Regions from separate parts of the Mus musculus genome. Here region 1 is linked to region 2. Evidence: chromatin contacts called from public HiChIP or PLAC-seq data. All regions are on one chromosome and are shown on one strand. Each heading gives the region's core, a stretch centred on a gene start, on an enhancer-like site or on the middle of the called end of the contact. The rest is flanking DNA. Distances are from core to core; before and after follow the strand shown.

Region 1 (2,892 bases), core at 159-2,658, 120 kb after region 2:
TGCGTGGCAGGCCCTGTAAGAACAATGGGTTGCAGTCAGCTGTGGTATTGCAAGAATTTAATCCAGCACTTGGAAGGCAGAGACAGGTAGATTATGATGAGCTTTAGGGCTACATGGTGAAACCCTGTCTAAAGGAGGGATAATGGGAGAAAGAAACAAAACAATGCTTAATAAATGAGCAGTTGAAGCTAATGAAACAGCTGCAGTTTTTGTACAGAGCAGCCAGACAAGGACAGTACTGAGGAAAGATGCAGCAGAGTGTGGCTAGGGTGTTCATCAGAGTTCCTATACATGGCAAATACTGCCCACCTGCAAACCTGTCTCCTGCTTCCATGACACTAGATTTTAAATGGAAATCTGTTTTCTATGAGTTTGAAGGTTCAAACAACTCATTAAAGTACAAGTATCCTTCCAAAGCTAGAAACACAAAAATGGCTCTGACTGGACAGACAGACAATGAATAGAAAGGCACATGCCCAGGTGAATAATGAACTCTGACAGAGGGCTCCTGGGATGTGCTGGGGCAAAATGTCAAATCCTTCTGAAATCTTAAGAATCCAAGGTGCAGCTGGGTGGTGGTGGAGCACGCCTTTGATCCCAGCACTGGGGGGGCAGAGGCAGGTGGATTTCTGAGTTTGAGGCCAGCCTGGTCTACAGAGTGAGTTTCAGGACAGCCAGGGCTACACAGAGAACCCTGTCTCGAAAAACCAAAGGAATCCAAGGTGCAGCTTTGTTGATAAAATGTGCCAGAAATGAAGATAGGCTGAAAAGATGCCTGGAATCCCCTCTTAGGCTATCTGTTGCAGGAACCAGGCACCTTCCCACAGTTGTGCTGGTAAGGCTCTGCCTCAGTGGGCTGGCCAGCTATGTATGCACTGGCAGGCAATGGCTGACCTGTTTTTATCTCATGGAGACTCTCTGGCCCAGAGCTCCCCATGGTCTCTACCCAGCTTGCTAAGTTTCCACTGGCTGATAGCTACCTTGCCAGACCCAGCCTTCCCCCCAGGCTGCTTTTTCCTTCTTTGTTTCTCTGTATAGCCATGGCTGTCTTTGTGGTGCACATCTGGCAAACCCATGAGACACAAACTTAGTTCAGAAACAATAACTCATTTGCAGGGTACAGCAACTAAAATCCGAATTCTGACTGATCCGCCATTGAAACTGGGAGACACAAGCAATTACATCTTGTCCTCATGCTATCCCCATCCAAAATAACCTAACCCTCTCCTCTTCCTCTCTTTCCCCCTCCAACCGGAAGTCCCCTACTCATCCAGTGATTGGCTCCTTTATTCATCAGGGGATTGGTTCACAAGAAGTCACCTGAGTATGACTCACTCCTTGTCCAAAGCCCCTCCCAGGAGAGCAGAATTACTATCAACATACAAGCAACCCCAGGGCTATCCACAACACTTCCCCTTTCTGTCCAATTAGAAGACTTTTATCTCAGATATAAATTGTGTATCCTAAGCCTGCCCCTCCCTAGCACGAGTGTATAGCTATACTAAGTTTTAAGAGATTGCCTTTAATTATGTGTAATGTGTTTCTGTGATGATATGCATATGGGTACAGGTGATTTCCCAGCAAACGTGATGTTTGGTTTGATGCTGGGAGACAAACCCATAGGTCCTCCACAGAAGCAGCAGGAACACTTAACCCCATCCTCCACCCTCTACAGCCCCATGAAACTAACTTTTTTAATGTATGAGTGTTCTGCCTGCATGTATTCCTACATGCTGGAAGAGGGGGGGCATCAGATCCCTTTATAGATGGTTGTGAATCACCATGTGGTTGCTAGGAATTGAACTCAGAACCTCTGGAAGAGCAGCCAGCATTTTTTTTTAAATTTAAATGTATTTATTTATTTTATCTAAGTACACTGTAGCTGTCTTCAGACCCCAGAAGAGGGCATCAGATCCCATTAGAGATGGTTGTGAAACACCATGTGGTTGCTGGGATTTGAACTCAGGACCCCTGAAAGTGCAGTCAGTGCTCTTAACCGCTGAGCCATCTCTGCAGCCCCAGCAACTACCAGTCTTAACAGCTTGAGCCATCTTACCTGCCGGAAACTTTTTCTTAATAAACTTCAACTCTGCTTTATCCTGATCCATCCTGAAATTCTGTGCATAAGTCATAAACCCTGGCCTGACCTTGAGCCCTCTGAAAGAACTAACTCTTCAGACTGCACTGCCGGCAGCATCAAACTGTGCCTTCTGGGGCTACTGAGGTGACTTGGGCTTCAAATGTTTAAGTGACTTGCACAGCACTAATAAAGAAAAATGAAGGCTTTATCTTCAAGAGATGTGTTTATTCTGTACTGTAAAAAGCAAGTTGCATCATTTATCATGTGTTGTCTGTGTGTGGTATGGTATAAGTGTTGTACACACTTGTATGGAGGCCAGGAAAAACTCTTCCGTTGCCTGGACACAGCATCTCATCCTGAGCAGGAAGCTTGCTGCTTTGGCTAGGCTGGCTGGCTGGTGCTCACAGGAAGTTCCTGTCCTCACCCTGCAGTGTTACAGGCACACACTGCAATCCTGGGATTTTTACGTGGGTGTCAGAGACTCAAACTCAGGTCCTCATGGCAAGCACTCTTACCCACTGAGCCATGTCTCCAACCCACCATCTGTTTTCCATCTTTAGAATCCCAATAGACTCCTTAAAATATTGCAGATAATTAAAACTTTTCTTGCTCTGTTTCTTTTTTTTTGTTTGTTTTGTTTTTATTTATTTTATATATGTGAATACACTGTCAATGTCTTCAGACACACCAGAAGAGGGCATCAGATTCCATTACAGATGGTTGTGAGCTACCATCTAGCCATCTAGCCATCTAGGCAGGCTAGAACCAGGAAAATGAATTGGGCTTGTTAGGATTGCTATTGCTGTAATGGG
Region 2 (3,057 bases), core at 53-2,552:
AGCTGAAAAACTCTCAGTTCAAAACTTCGGATTCTGTAATTCTGTATAGCAGCCTCTGTTGGTACCATATGAAGCTGACATTTTGAAGTGTGGTAAAAGTTAAGCAATTTCAAAGGAACCATGGTGAATTCGTTCAACAGCGTTTTCTATACCTGGATAACCAAAATTTTACGAGAGGCTGAATACTGTAATGTATTGTTAACTATAGTTAAGTTAAAAACAGGCTTTCTAAGCAGCGTCTGCATTCCTATGCTGGAAGATTTTTTTTTTTTTGTTAGCGCCTTATTACAACAGTTGCTAAAAGGGGAGAAAAGAAAAATCACAAAAAGTAGCCTTGTCTCCAGATTTAGCACTCAAAACTGGTGAGCATCATTTACTGACCTAACCTGGGGTTAAACTAAAAATATGGAGCAAGACTTGGTACAAATTCCCTAATAAGCGGCTACATTACGGGCAAGCAGGGGAAATTTAAAGGCGTGAAAAGTCCTCGCTCAAACTTTTTTGTCAACAAAATCTGCACGTCCAGTTCTCTCCCGCTCACACTCACAGGCATAAGTTTTCACCCGGCCGCCTCCTGCACGCCGCTGGTGGCCGAAGTCGCCCGGGCGAGACCCGGGCCACGCAGGCGAGGCTCGTGCGTGACCAGCGCTACGGACTCAGGCCGTGGAGTCGCGGCGGAGGCCGGCCCGGGAGAAGTCGGCTCAAAAGAGACGTTACGCAACCGCCCCGCACCGACCGCCGGACGGCGCAGCCGGGGACGGGACACCGGACACCGGGCGGGCACCGCGCCGCCGAGGGCCAGAGGTGCAGCGCGCAAGGCCGCGAGCGCGCGTGGTGGACGGCGCGGCGCACGGAGGCCCAGGCTGGGCGGGGTCGGCGCCGCGGGACGCGGGGTCTGGGCCTCCGGACGCCGCCGCGCGAGCACAACAAAGCCGCCCCGCCGCCGCCACCCGCTGCTCCGCACCCGCCCGGGACCCAGCGGACGGGTTGTCCCTGTCCCGCAGGGCAGCTCGCCCGTGGGACCGGGCGGAGCCCTGTCCCGACAAACTTCCCGGCCGCGGCCCCTCACCTCCGGGAGCGCTCTACACCCTCGGCGGCGTCCTGGCCCGCGGCTCCGGGACCTCGCGCGCCGGGAGACCGGGCGCCGGTGGCGGCAGTGGTTGCTGACCCCGGAGGGTCGGGGGAGCCCGGGGAAGCGGCGGCGGCGCTGGCGGCGGCGGCTCCATCTTCCCGGGGCGCTCACGCCGCGGTTCCGAAGCGCAGACCCGAGCGGGACATTCGCTACATTGTTGGCATTCCACGGGCGTCACGTGACCCCTCCTCCCGCGTCACTCCCGGCCGCATACCAGCCCGGGCGGGGCGCCCGCGGCCTTGCTACCCGCCGCCCGCTCCGCCCCACGGGCCGCTTCCTGCGCCGCCTGGCTGGGCGGCCACCTGCCCTGCGCTGGGCTCGCGTCGGAAGCCCCCAGCCCGGGAGCGCCGGTTTCCCTAAACGCCTCGTACCAGTGGGTGAGAAAAGTAAGTTCACAGGCCCCGGTGCCAGCCACGGAAAGTGCAGCCGGCTGCTGAGACCCGGGCATCAAATAATAAACCGGGACGCCTGACAGCCTGGGCTTAACCGGACGCAGGCTAACCAGCTCCCTCCCTGGGCACGTTTTAGGAAAGTGCCTTATGGTTTTATAAAACACATCAGTATTGCACGAACCAGCCGAGGAGACTGGCGTTTACACTTCGGCCACTCCTTTATCCTCCATTTGGGGATTTGGTCCAGGGACAGACGCTGAGAAATAACAGCGTGGAAGCAAAGTCTTTCGTTTACTATTGGCTGTCTAACGTCACACTCCCCACCAACTTACGATCTGTGGTAAGTGATGGTGGGGACTAATAGTCTTAAAAGTCAACCAGACTTCCTCTTTAATTAGCAAACGTGACATTTGAAGTTTCAATTCCGGAAGAAATTCACAAGAGTGAAGATCATTTGTACCAGTTTTTATTTTTGTCCTCGGGAAGGAAGTCGAGCCCCCTCTCCTGTGCCAAATTCAGGCTGTCTTGTCAGAAGAACCCTTGTCAGGACTGTTTTAACTGCCTCAACAGACTTTAGTCCTGGACTGCCCCTCACCACCACCACCCCCACCCCCACCCCCACCCCCACCTCTCTAATTCCCTTAAGGCTTCTTCCAGAGATTCTCATTTCTTTGTCCTTTGAACTTTAATAATTAAGCCTCTTGCAGATTAGCCTCATTTTCTTTAGTCAGCCTGACCCTGTGTGCTACACTGACATCTTGCACCGTGATGAGAAACCAATGCATCAAGTAATATTCTGTAAAAGAGGAGTCTAGCACTCACCTGGGAACTTCCTCCCCCATCTCCCCAAGCGCACTGGCAACCTTCACTGTGTGTTAAAAGTTCCTATCTCTTGCTCTAAGAAATGTTAGGGAAGCCGGTTAGTGATGCACACCTATAATCCCAGCTCTCAGGAAAGCAGGTGATCTCTGAGTTCAAGGTCAATCTGGTTACAGAGAGAATTCCGGGACAACCATGGCTACACAGAGAAACCCGGTAGAGGGGGAAAGTAGGGGTGCAGAGGGAGGGAGGGATGGAGGAAGGGAGAGAGAGACAGAGAGACAGAGACACCAGTGCCAAGGGATCCAATGCCTTGTTCTGTGGGTAAATGCACACACACATGTGCATATGCTTAGCACAGACACACACATAAATAAAAATAAATCTTTTTTTTAAAAGAACAAAAATAACTTTCTTTTTGTCAAACAGTGGTGGCGCATGTCTTTAATCCCAGTACTGAGGAGGCAGAGGCTGGCTGACCTCAGAGTTCGAGGCCAGCCTGGTCTACTGAGTTAATTCTAGGACAGCCAGGGCTACACAGAGAAACCCTGTCCAAAAACAACGAAACAAACAAATAAGCAAGAACTCTTTGCAACAGCACTATTTATAATAGTGAAAAGCCAAGGACAGCTGGACAGCAGGAGCAGAGAGAGAGAAGCTAAGTAAAGAGGCCGGCTTTATTTCTGCCAAAGGACAAATGATTACAGACAGAAT

What was found. HiChIP or PLAC-seq counts read pairs in DNA pulled down with a chosen protein or histone mark.
Region 1: a contact with region 2 is called in an H3K27ac HiChIP or PLAC-seq map of epiblast stem cells. The contact joins the enhancer-like site here to the promoter of Lats2 in region 2. A contact is called at or near these places in 1 of 39 promoter capture datasets (the HPC-7 cell line), 3 of 115 datasets of contacts at active chromatin or transcription factors (embryonic stem cells and epiblast stem cells) and 4 of 9 other capture datasets (adipose tissue, embryonic stem cells, liver and 1 more).

What each region holds. Positions count from the first base shown.
Region 1 is chr14:57,860,868-57,863,759 of GRCm38.p6, forward strand. The region is part of intron 4 of Zdhhc20 (zinc finger, DHHC domain containing 20); the gene reads right to left. Among named protein-coding and RNA genes, the nearest start is that of Zdhhc20, 28 kb to the right of the region's middle. Within about 2 kb of position 1,409, at least 27 of the 459 cell types and tissues checked have an H3K27ac peak or open chromatin away from gene starts, as enhancers often do. A contact at or near this core is called in the HPC-7 cell line and epiblast stem cells, where this site is marked.
Region 2 is chr14:57,744,821-57,747,877 of GRCm38.p6, forward strand. Lats2 (large tumor suppressor 2) reads right to left here and starts at 1,303. Exons shown (of 8, transcript NM_015771.2): 1 at 1,070-1,303. It overlaps Gm52140, which reads left to right. Exons shown (of 3, transcript XM_030248241.1): 2 at 475-1,518. The coding sequence ends at 1,492.